Linked DNA regions of Mus musculus: region 1 is linked to region 2. A link is a contact called in public promoter capture Hi-C data. All regions are on one chromosome and are shown on one strand. Each heading gives the region's core, a stretch centred on a gene start, on an enhancer-like site or on the middle of the called end of the contact. The rest is flanking DNA. Distances are from core to core; before and after follow the strand shown.

What was found. Capture Hi-C pulls out chosen DNA fragments and counts their contacts.
Region 1: a promoter capture Hi-C map of liver shows a contact between it and region 2. The contact joins the promoter of Dnajc25 here to the promoter of Zkscan16 in region 2. A contact is called at or near these places in 3 of 39 promoter capture datasets (erythroid cells, hippocampal neurons and macrophages), 4 of 484 Hi-C or Micro-C datasets (germinal center B cells, nephron progenitors, pre-B cells and 1 more), 4 of 115 datasets of contacts at active chromatin or transcription factors (CD8 T cells, the SCID.adh cell line and embryonic stem cells) and 3 of 9 other capture datasets (adipose tissue, liver and pancreatic islet).

The regions. Positions count from the first base shown.
Region 1 is chr4:59,000,312-59,006,441 of GRCm38.p6, reverse strand. It overlaps Dnajc25 (DnaJ heat shock protein family (Hsp40) member C25), which reads right to left and starts at 3,249. Exons shown (of 4, transcript NM_001033165.3): 1 at 2,885-3,249. The coding sequence starts at 3,211.
Region 2 is chr4:58,940,237-58,946,149 of GRCm38.p6, reverse strand. Zkscan16 (zinc finger with KRAB and SCAN domains 16) reads right to left here and starts at 2,522. Exons shown (of 6, transcript NM_001099323.3): 1 at 2,492-2,522; 2 at 1-150. The coding sequence starts at 23.

The DNA of each region.
Region 1 (6,130 bases), core at 2,000-4,499, 60 kb before region 2:
CCACATCACACTCACTGTGTGAGATCACAACTGTCTGGAGTCATGTCGTGACCCAGAACGGCCTTGCTAACAGGAACCAAGTGTAACCTTGCATAGCATCTGCACATGGACGGCCTCTGCCCTCCCTCCATCACCCACCCCTTCTCTGGGTTTCCCTCAATCTCCTCATGCACAGTCGGACTCACTTGTTCCTAAATTAGTAATGACCACGGGTCTTACCTTCTTGTCTCATTAATTGTACTTATTTTTAATACAAAAACAAAAAACAAAGCAAAACAAAAACAAAGCCCACCTTGCTCCCCTTGCTCTCAATATGAGCACAGAACCACAAGTCCACTGACGTCAAACACGAATGCAGTTCCCATGTGGAAGATGTACTTATGCTCAACATTTAGGGACAGGCTTCTGGGTGCCATTTTTTTATCCTAGAGTCCAGAGCCCCTGGACCTCAATTTCCCCTACCAGTCTACCTGACCAGTTCCTAGTAAAGTTCATCTATATTTCTTCTCCCCCACAAATCCTTCTTCCACACTAAAGATATGATACAAACAAACAGTGATTATATCTGCATGACCTCCGTAGAATAACTGGAAGATCAGCCCGTCCTACAAACTGGATGGCATCTTTATTAAGTCTTTGCATTACTCAGAAGTGTTATTCTTAGGCAACTTTCTCAGTTCTCCATTACAACAGAAACACAAATCAGGCAACCTATTTGTCTTTGACACCACAGCTTTTAACGTCCTTTTCCAGCTGAAGGCAATATAAAGAGCAGAGACGAGCTTATCAGTACTCCATTGAGAAGCTGAAGCTATGTTCAGATCTAAATTCTAAACAGGTATTTTCAGAGTTCTGCTGTATCTTGACGTAGTTCGGCTTGGGAGCTGGGGCTAGAACACTCCCCAGGGCCTTCTCCTCCAGTGCCAAACTCCACAAGTTTCTAGTTCCCTGCTGGGAAGTGTTCTGAGTGTTCTGAGTGTTCTGAGCTACTACAAACACCTTGTCAGAGTCAAGTAAAATGTTACTTTCTCTAGGAACTCTAGGTATTTGGGAGGAGAGGGGGAAGGTTGGTGGTGGTATGTATGTATTTGGAGACAGGGTTTCTCTGTGTAGCCCAATTATCCAGGAACTTGCTTTGTAGAACAGGCTGGCCTCAAACTCAAGAGATCCACCTGCCCCTGGCTCCCAAATGCTGGGATTAAAGGCGTGCACCACCATGCCAGACAACACACTTTATAACTGCCTAGAAGCCCCTTGGCCTTGAGTGGACACATTGTTTTACCTAGCTTTTTTATTTTCTGATAAATCAGTTCTAAACTTTAGAGTAGAAACCTTTAGAAGCAACAAACCAAAACAACCAAACAACCAAAACAACCAGATTAGACTTTGGAAACAGTGTCCCTAAGAAAATAGCATAACTATTTTGAGTCCTAGGAGTACTTCCATTGAGAATGTCATCTGCTGGCACTACACTTTAGTCCTGGCACTTGTTCTCAAAGTTCTTATGAACACCTTTACCATTCCCCCGCCAAACCTACCCACCCATCTCTTGCCCCACAAAACCTAGGCGAAGGCGACAGTTGCCAGCACTTCTGCTCCTATCTGTCCTGGCTCTCTCAGCAGAGCCCCCAGTGCACCTCGAGGCCCTTGGAAGGTCGGGCAGCATAGAACCACACGTTCCTCAGCAAACAGTTTGGGGTTCATGTGCTGAGTGGTTCCAGGGGGAGCAAGTTCTTTCTGGTTTTTTTGAAGCCTGTTCTCTCAATCACTCATTCCTCTAATAATGGGGACTAAGCCTTCAAATTTCTTTCTAACTGCTCGCCCATACCTCAACTGAGTGCCAACAAAAACTGTACTCTCACTAGCTGGTGAGAATTTAGTCAGTGAAGTACAGTCTTAATAGCTCCAAACATCAAACTGCTCTAAGCCTGAAAGAAAGGGAATTTGACTCCGAATTGCCAACTCTGTAAAGCTAATCTGGAGGACTAATCCACCATTAATGGTAATACAGCTATCCAAAGTAGTCATTACAAGAAGGCTGGAAAACAAAACAACAACAACAACAAAAACCTAGGAAAGAGACACAGCTATGATGGAAACACGGCTATGACTGACGCTGCAGTCTTCCGATGGGGCTCTTGAAACAGAAATACCTCCCTCAAGCATGACATAACAGGTGATTTTTTTTTTTACATATACTGCAGTAATCAAAGAAAAGGGGGTCAAGCTAAATCCTCCTACATGCACAGCAGGCAATAAAGCCTTTGTCAGATCACTACACACGTCCAAAAATTATTTTCCTACTAGGAATTCTCAATCTTCTGCCCCAAGTCAGAAACAACTATCCAAGGTCACTCAGGAGTTGTCAGAGCCAAAAGTCACAGTCCAGTTTTCGGACTGATAGTTCGCTGTTTGTGTGTGTGTGTGTGTGTGTGTGTGTGCGCGCGCTTCTAGATAAATGTCATTATTGACATTATCCCAGAGGCCAAACTTCTGTCCTATCAAATTGGCATGATCAGTTGTTAATACTCAGTATTTCAGACTTTTCTGTTCTATGTCCTATCTCAGATCCTAGCACTGACAATCACCCTGCTTTCCGAGCATGCACCTCAAGTAACCAGAATGCTTTTTACACCAAAAATAAAATAAGTGCAAAGCTTTGCATAACAACTGTCCAAAAACAGAACTGGCTGTCCTCCAAAACTGTCCTCGAGGAGGTGGCCATGCTGGCTAGCGGGCCAAGGTGGCTCATTCCACGGCCACGTGGGAAACGTGGACCTCCTAAAAGTCCAGGCGGCAGCAGTGTGCTGGGGTCGTAGAGGACCTGATCACCCGGCTAGGAGACCCAAATCCCCAGCCACCCATCAGCGCCCGCGAGCCTCACCTTGAGCGTCTCGTAGGCGGTCGCCACTAGCAGGAAAGCCTCGGCGCTCGGCGGCGCGCCCCCGGGGCCGTCCCCGGGCTCGGGCCGGTAGCGATCTGGGTGGTAGCGCCGGGCCAGCTGACGGTAGGCCCGCGCGATCTCCGCCTTGCTGGCCGAGCGGCTCACGCCCAGCACCTCGTAGCAGTCGCGCGTGCCGCAGTACAGCCCTTCCACCAGGGCCTCGGCGGGCCGCGCCAGCAGCGGGACCAGCAGCAGCGGCGCCAGCAGCAGCCATGGGCGCTGGCCGGCAGCCCCGGGTCCCCCGCGCAAAGCGAGCCGCGCCGCCATCCCCGCCTCGCTCGCCGCTCTGCCAGCACAGCGGCCGCGGCTGCTCTCCTCGGCGCCGGGCTCGGCCCCGCAGCCCGGTCCACGTCAGCAGGCCGCGCCTGTGCGCAGGCGCAGGGGGCGTGGCGCCGCAGCCACTTCCGTCCCCGCGCGTTGCTAGGAGAGAAGGACGCCTTAGCCTCGGGCGGCTTCTGTGTGTTGTGGAGCCTGGTAGTCTTAGTAGCTCAGCGGTCTTTTCTGAGGCAGGGGTAGGTGTCTGTCTGTCTGAAGCGCTCCTAGCCGCCTAGTGCGGCACAGTCCACACGCAGGACTAGCCACACGCCACCTTCTCGACCTCGCTACTTCATCCGCTGCCGTAGGAACTCTGGGCACTGGCATCCTGTCTCCAGGCCTGGACATTGCCCCCCCTCTAACCCAAACTGAAGATGAACTTAGACAATTGCACTGTCTCTCTCCCAGGAGCCCTGAAAGACCGTGGCCTTTTTGTTCTCTGTTTCTCTGCTTATTTATATTTTAGAGCAAACAATTATTTGCCCGGAGGATGTAAAACGTTTAGTAGTACCCCCATACGGTCCACAAAAGTGCCTGTAACACCATTATCCCTAATTGTGACAATCAAAATACAGCTTAAGATCTTGCAAATGCCTCCAGGGAAATCAGGAGGTGGAGTGGGGAGAGGACGTGCTCCATTAAGTTTAAATTTCAGATAAACCACAGTTTTTAAATGTGTAATTTATTTGTTGCTGTGACCAAATACCTGCAAGCAGCAACATCAAAGATGAAGGATTTATTTGGGTTTAGGGTTCTAGGGAATACGGCCCCCACAGTCCAGAAGGCCTGGCAACAAAGTTGCTAGTTACACATTATCTGAAATTAGAATAAAGGAATGAAAAGGGTGCCAAATTTATTTTCTCCTTTTTATTTGATCCAATGCCTCACTATGTATGATGGTGATGTGTCCATGTTGTTCTTACCTCAGTTACACCCTTCTGGAAAACAGCCTCACACACACTCAGAGATGTGTTTCCATGGTGATTCTAAATCCAGTCGGGTTGATAATGAATGACCAGTATATCCCACATGACTGACTTTATAGTTTCCCAGGTCTATGATGGCAACTGGCTAACAACTAATAGATAGGGATCTATCCATTGGGATTGGTCTGTACACCAAGTGAAGATTTGATAGACAATGTTAGATATTCAGGAAGAATACAATTAAATTTTTCTAGTATCAACATGGACTTTAGCCTCTATAAACCTCAATTATTTCATTTCAAATAAATTCAAAGTGAGCCAAAATACCAATACCTCTTTCAAGACGGGGAGTTTCTATTAATAGTCACATTTGCAGGTTTGACGAGTACTCACACTGTGGTGGTTTGAATAAGAATGGTTGCCACAGGCTCCGATACTTGAATGCTTAGTAGCCAGGGAGTGAGGGGATTCTTGGTAAGACTTGAGAGAGATGGTCTTGTTGGAGGTAGGCTTTTGAGTTTTTCAAAAGCCCACATCTGCTCCCCCTCACCCCCACTCTCTCTCTCTCATACACACACACACACACACACACACACACACACACACACATACACACACACACACACACACACACACACGGGGGGGGGAGAGAGAGAGAGAGAGAGAGAGAGAGAGAGAGAGAGAGAACTAAACCTGTGAAACTCTAAGCAAGACTCAATGCCTTCATTTATAAGAGCTGTCTTGGTCATGGTGTCTATTCACAGCAATAGAACAGCGACTAAGACAGCTAATTCGGACCACTGCAGGATGTCTCAGAATTAAAATTTTTCAAAGTGTAACCAGACGGTGATGGCGCACCATACCTTTAATTTCAGCACTCAAGGAGGCAGAGGTAGGCAGATCTCTATGAGTTTGACCATAGAGTGATCTACAGAATGACTTTCAGGACTGCCAGGGCTACACAGAGAAATCCTGTCTCAAAAAAAAAAAAAAAAAAAAAAAAAAAAAAAAAAGTAAAATAAAAAAGTTTCAGGGGCTGGTGAGATGGCTCAGTGGGTAAGAGCACCCGACTGCTCTTCCGAAGGTCTGAAGTTCAAATCCCAGCAACCACATGGTGGCTCACAACCACCCGTAATGAGATCTGATGCCCTCTTCTGGTGCGTCTGAAGACAGCTACGGTGTACTTACATATAATAAATAAATAAATAAATCTTTTAAAAAAAAGTTTCAAAGTATATATATATATGTATATATATATACACACACACACACACACACACTTTGGCTGATCTACAGTTACAGTTGTACACCAAGCTAGCCTTAAATTAATTTGTGGCAATCTTACCACCTCTGCCTCCTGAGTGCTAAGGTTAAAGCCTGAGCTATCCTGCCTGTCTTTTTTTTTTTTTTTTTGATGTGAGTACACTGTAGCTGTCTTCAGACCCACCAGAAGAGGGCGTCAGATCGCCTTACAGATGGTTGTGAGCCACCATGTGGTTGCAGGGAAGTGAACTTAGGACCTCTGGAGGAGCAGTCAGTGCTCTTAACCACTGAGCCATCTCTCCAGCCCTTATTGTTATTATTTTTAACAGTATTTTTTAGAAGCTGGCTTGAACACTGTTTTGAACTTCTTCCTGGTGATATTTATCATGTGTACCTCACTGCAAGTTGACTAATAACTGTCCTAATGATGCGAGAGACATGGTTAGTAGTGTGGAAACAATATCAATTTCATAGCTAGCACTATTTTTTAATTTAGCCAGACTTGTATGAACATAATCTCTTTGGCCTTCTCAACACATGCCCACTTTTTATGAAGAGGGAAGAGTTGTAAGTGATGTGCATCCCTGTAATCCTAGCACTCAAGATATAAAGATAGAGGATTGAGATATTGAGTCTAGCCTGGGCTACTTGGTACAATCTTTTTGAAAGAAAGAAAGAAAGG
Region 2 (5,913 bases), core at 1,273-3,772:
TCTGAGGGCACTAAACCTTGCATCGTATCAGCAGCAGGAATCCAGTCCTCTTTAGGCTATCTGAGTATCAGTGGGATCTGCCAACAGGTACTATCTATGCACGGCAAACTACCAAAGGCTCCAGGAATCCAAATTACAGTCTTGAAGGAACTGTCAAGAAGAAACAGAAGACACTAAATGAGTAAAGGGATCGTTAATTCTGAAAACATTGATTTTTTTTTTATTACACACGAACCCCCCTTCCACCTATACCCATATATTTAGAGGTTCAGAAAAGCTCCGCCCAACCAACTATTCTACTAAAAGAAGACTCTTTATGGAATAAAAACTGAAGAGTTAAATAAAGATAATTAAATATACTCTGGCCGGGTAGTGGTGGCGCACGTCTTTAATCCCAGCACTTGGGAGGCAGAGGCAGGCAAATTTCTGAGTTCCAGGCCAGCCTGGTCTATAGAGTGAGTTCCAGGACAGCCAGGGCTAGACAGAGAAACCCTGTCTCAGAAAAACAAAACAAAACAAATAAATATATTCTGCAAGCAGACAGTTACTTCAGAATTAATACTACTCACATACAAAATGAATGGAAGATCTCCCTGGTTCCAAGTGATTCGGGCACAAACCTATTTAACAGGTCCTGTCCTCTTTCAACAAACACATTTCCTACCAGTCACTCAACTCTGAAACCTGATTTCATATTCTACTACCAAATTTCTCCTCCCTAGTCTTACTTTTCATATAGTAAATAACACACTAGACTCTCTCTACCTTAACATTTATTTTATGCGTCTGAGTGTTTTGCCTGCCTGTGTGCATGTGTACCACAAGTGTGCCTGGTGCCCATGGAGGTCAGGGGGTGGCATTGGCTCCCTGGAGCTGAAGATACAGAAGGCTGTGAGCTGCCATGTCTGAGATCGGAACTGGATCTGAGTCCTCTGGAAGAGCAACAGGTGCTCTGAACCTTAGAGCTTCTCTTGTAAGTCTAGTTGTCTTCAATCCACTCTTGAGCTGTAGCCAAAGGATTTCTCCTAATTCTCAAAAGCCGATCCTGTCATTTCCCTGCCTGGAAGCCCTTAACAGGGTCCACCAAGACCAAGTTCAAAGCAGAGGGCACAAAGAATAATCTTAAGATTTGCCTGGATACCTCATAGATCGACACTGCAGCCATACAGAAACCACACACAAAAAACCACACACAGAAATACCACACACAAACTCTCTCTGTCTTTTACACCAGCGAGATTCCCGCCCCCTCATCACTTGGAATGATGCCTTCCTACTCCTAACAATCCTTTGCTCATTCTTCCCAACAGGGCTCCTGGGTCTCAGGGGTGAAGAGCATTGCGGCTTTAGCAGAGGAACCCATAATCAATTCTATTCCTGTCACCTATATAGCAGCCCACAACCATCTGTAACTCCAGTTTCAGGGAATCCAACACTCTCTTTTCTGACAATCGCACAGTGCAGATATACATGCAGGCAAAACACTCATAAACACAAAATAAAACCAGGGCTGGATACTGCTCAGTGATAGAACACTTGCCTAGCATGTGGTTTCAACCCTCATTAACCCCCACCCCCACCCCCACCCCACCAGCGGTTGGGGGAACCTCACAGGAACCATATCAAAAACAAAAGCTCCGACTCTTCTCTGTTGACAGGCCACCACCATCGAGTGAAATTCCTTTTGATCTCTAAATGATCTTTTGCACACAGCCTAGCCTGTGCTGCTTGCATTCATTCATACCATAAATGACTGGGATCTATAAAGATGGGAATGGGCACTGTGGGGACAGGCCTGTAGAGATCACTTACATCTCAGAAATAGGACCCGAGATGTACCACTATTTGGCAGGATATACTAGCCTCTTATTGCAATTAACATAGCATTAACCATCCACCTCAGGACCCGACACCCAGCACGCGAGATGTCATTTATTTCTTTGCTAACCATCAGGCGCCCACCATGTCACCTGGCACCCCTTTGGGTACCTGGGACTCCGCAGTGACTGAGACATGCGCAGCTGCTTCAACAGAGGCTCTGTGAAAATGTGACGCAGGTACTGGTTCCCAACGCGTAGGAGAAAGTCAGCGGCAATTTACCCCACAGGTGTCAGCTGGCAAAGCCTGGAGACCTCCAGCTTATTAGGAACGCGGAGGAAGGACGATCCAGGTTTCTGATTGATACAGCCAGAGACGCTGTTCAACATCTAATAAAAGGATCAAACGCATACACATACATTCACGCGAGCAGACACACCAAAGAATTATATGGCTCAAAATACCAATGGTGGCGAAGTTTTCAAGACTTGAGCACAGGGTGGTATGGAAGGACGGGAAGGCGCGGTGCTGCTGAAGTGCACGCCCCCGCAGCTGCAGCTGCAGCGCAGCGCGCCTGGTGCGAGGGACGCTCTGGGTCCCAATCCGCCCAAGGCGTGCGCTCGGAGCCCACAACCCGCGCAGCCCCGAACCGAACGGCGGAAAGCACCAATACCTGCACCAGCATCCGCAGCCAGCTGCACCGCAATAAGCGTTCAGAACCTTGTCCCGCAGCAGCTGCGCGCGCAAGACTTCGGGACCCACTGCGCCTGCGCAAAGGCTAGGAACTACGATTCCCGGGGTCCGCTGGCCTGGATTTCAGAAACTCCAGTGCTTTCCATAGGCTATTATCTGGCCTGTTGCGCATGGTCACAGAAAAGCGTCTGGGGGGCTCAGCTGCTAAATTATTGCTGCGCCAGAGGCTTAGAGGCCTAGAACACACTTAGGTTTTTAGATCTAAGCAGTCCGGCATCCACAGTAACCTTAAATCTTCCTCAGCTTCTCCCAGCACCACTGTTCATTAGAATGCAAAGTTGCAAAAAATCCACTGAGGAAACATTAGGGATGCCTTTAATGTAAACCATAAGTAACACAGCAAAAACACTATACAAATGTCATCCTCTGGCTTCCACACCTGCCACCATGGTCCAAGGGCAAGCACCCTACACAAAGCTTTGCCTGCACTGTTGCAATAGCTTCTTCGTTTCCCCCCTTGTCCATCACTTATACCATGTCTAGGCAGATTATGTCCCTCCCAAGGAAGGACTGCTCAAAACGCTAGTATCTTAGTTACTTGCTCTTTTACTGTGATAAAATACCCTGACAAAGGCAACCAAGGAGGAAAGGGATTTATTTCAGCTCGCAGCTCAAGGTACGGTCCTCATGGCAGGGAAGTCAAGGCGTCAGGAGCCTGAGGCAGCTGGTCACGTGGCATCCACAACCATGAAGCAATGAGCTGTGGATGCATGCTGGTGCTCATGTCCCTTTCTCTACTTATACAATCTAGGATTTCCTGCCCGGGAAATGGTGCCACCCACAGCAGGCAATCAAGATAATCCCACATAGGCATGCCCATAGGCATGTCTACCAAGTGATTCTAGAGGTGGTTTAACTGATAATGGAAGATAGAGCCGTGGCATCCCAGTATCCCAGAGATGATAGTAGTACTGGAATGTGGAGACATACAGCAGCCATTGATGGGCAGGAGCAAGTTAACACAAGTGAGGCAGATCACATTTAGTAAAGATGACCACATCAGCATCTATATCTACTCTAGAAGATTGTCCTACAAGTATACTGCTGATGTAACTCCTTTGAGAGCAGTTTCTAGATTTTTGAAATTAGGGTGACGGCTCTTAGCTCATAAAGTCCAGAAATGGGCCGAGGGTGCTGTTTAATGGTACTGCAGCTGCCAAAGAGCATGAAGTTTGCTTCTGCGTTTGCTTCAGATGGAGGGTGGGGTGTTCATTTGAATGTTTAAAAGCAGGATCCATCCATCATACAACCCAAGTTTTTTTGTTTTGTTTTGTTTGTTTTTATTATTTTTAAAAGATTTTATTTATTTATTTTCTTACTTATTATATATATATATATATATATATATATATATATATATATATGATGAGTGCACTGTAGCTGTCTTCAGACACACCAGAAGAGGGCATTGGATCCCATTGCAGATGGTTGTGAACCACCATGTGGTTGCTGGGAATTGAACTCAGGACCTCTGGAAGAGCAGTCAGTGCTCTTATCCACTGAGCCATCTCTCCAGCCCTTGTTTTTAACTTATAACAAAGTGGAATTGTTATTATCTCCATACCCTGAATTTTAAATTCTCCTAACTAGAACAGATAGTGTGTACTCTTTATATAAAGATGGCTTCTTTCATTCACTATTATGCCTATGACATCTGTCAAAATTGTTGCTTATGGTTATGAACTAGCTGATCTCATTGCTGCATGGCATTCCCCTGTGATTAGTTATTTACATTAGTTTCCTGTTTATACAGCTCATAACTCAGCACCTGTTCTGCTACATGGATAGGGAAGGAAGTACATATGTATGCTTATGTGTGTCTTTGTAAAGGGCTGACTGGTTTTCTAAAGCCCTTCTAGAACAGTGGTTCCCAGCCTGTGGGTCAAGACCCCTTTAGGGTTGAACAACCATTTCATAGGGGTTGCCTAAAACCATCAGAAAACACAGATATATTATTATTCATAACAGTAGCAAAATTACAGTTATGAAGTAGCAATGAAAATGAATTTATGGTTGTGGGTCAGCACAACATGAGGAACTGTACTAAAGGGTGGCAATGTTAGGAAGGTTAAGGACCATTGAGCTAGATCAACCTGAAACTGAAAAGCCAAGGGCCTGCCTACTCCTCCCACCTATGTTACAGGAAAAAAAGATGTTGTTCCAGGAATCGTTCGTGAACCCCAAAGACCACCAAGGAGCCGTTTCTGATGTATTAGGGTTTCTTTATTACAAGCTTGGGCTTGGGCTCTCCTCCAACCTAATCCTGACACAGCAGGATGGGCAGGGAAGGCAGAGCAGCCTCGAACCCTCAGCAGGACAAGGTTTTATAGGAAAATAGGAGCAAGTAAGGGGGTGAGGAGGGGTGTCCAGTCTGGCAAGCATCTAATAAAATGACTATAAACCGACAGGTGGGTGCTCTGAAGCAAGACTGTATACATTCACAAACGGTCTTAAAGTGCATCTGAAACAACCAGACTAATCTTTGATTAACTGTTACTAGGAAGTCGTTAGGGAGTAACTCTGGCCAAGGACAAGCCATGAGGTCCTTCCTGGTACGTGGGTCAGCTTGGGTTCTGTTGTAGGTCAAGTTCGCAGGATTTTTTTTTTCTTTTCTTTTAGATGGAGGCTGGTCCCAAGATAGAGTGGGTTTGGCCTCTCAAAGACAGTGCAGAAAAGAGGCATGCCCAAGGTCACTTAGACAGCAGCAAAGTGGCAGCCAATCAGCTCTGCACAGAAAAAAGCCTTTGGGGAGAGGAATCCTCATCCATACTTAGAAAAAAAAGGACAAGACTGGATCTTAGTCGATAGTATTGGACAGGTGAGTTTTATTTGTTGGCTTGCTTTAAAAAAAACTTGCTTATTTTCATTTTATGTTTATGGGTATTTTGCCTGCACTTTTAGTGCCTTTGAAAGCCAGGAAAGGGTACCTGATCTCCTGGGACTGGAGTTGCAGGTGGCTGTGAGCTGACAGGTAGGAGCTAAGAACAGAATCCAGGTCCTTTGCAAGAGTAACTAGTGCTCGTAACAACTGAGCCACCTCTCCAGCCTCTGCTTGCTTTTGTGGTCCATGCTGGCCTTTAATGTATAGCCAAGGGTGATAATCATAAACTTCTGACCCTCAGACCTCTACCTCCTGAGTGCTAAGACTGCAGGCAGGTGCCACCATGCTGGGTGTATGGGATGCTAGAGCTTGAAGCCAGGGCCTTATGTATACTTAAAAAAAAAAAACAAAAACAAAACACTCTATCTACTAAGCTACCTCCCTAGTTCTGCGGCAGTTGTTGCAAAACTTGATATTAGTTGAACACAGTGGTGCACATCTGTAATTCTAGCACTCAGGTT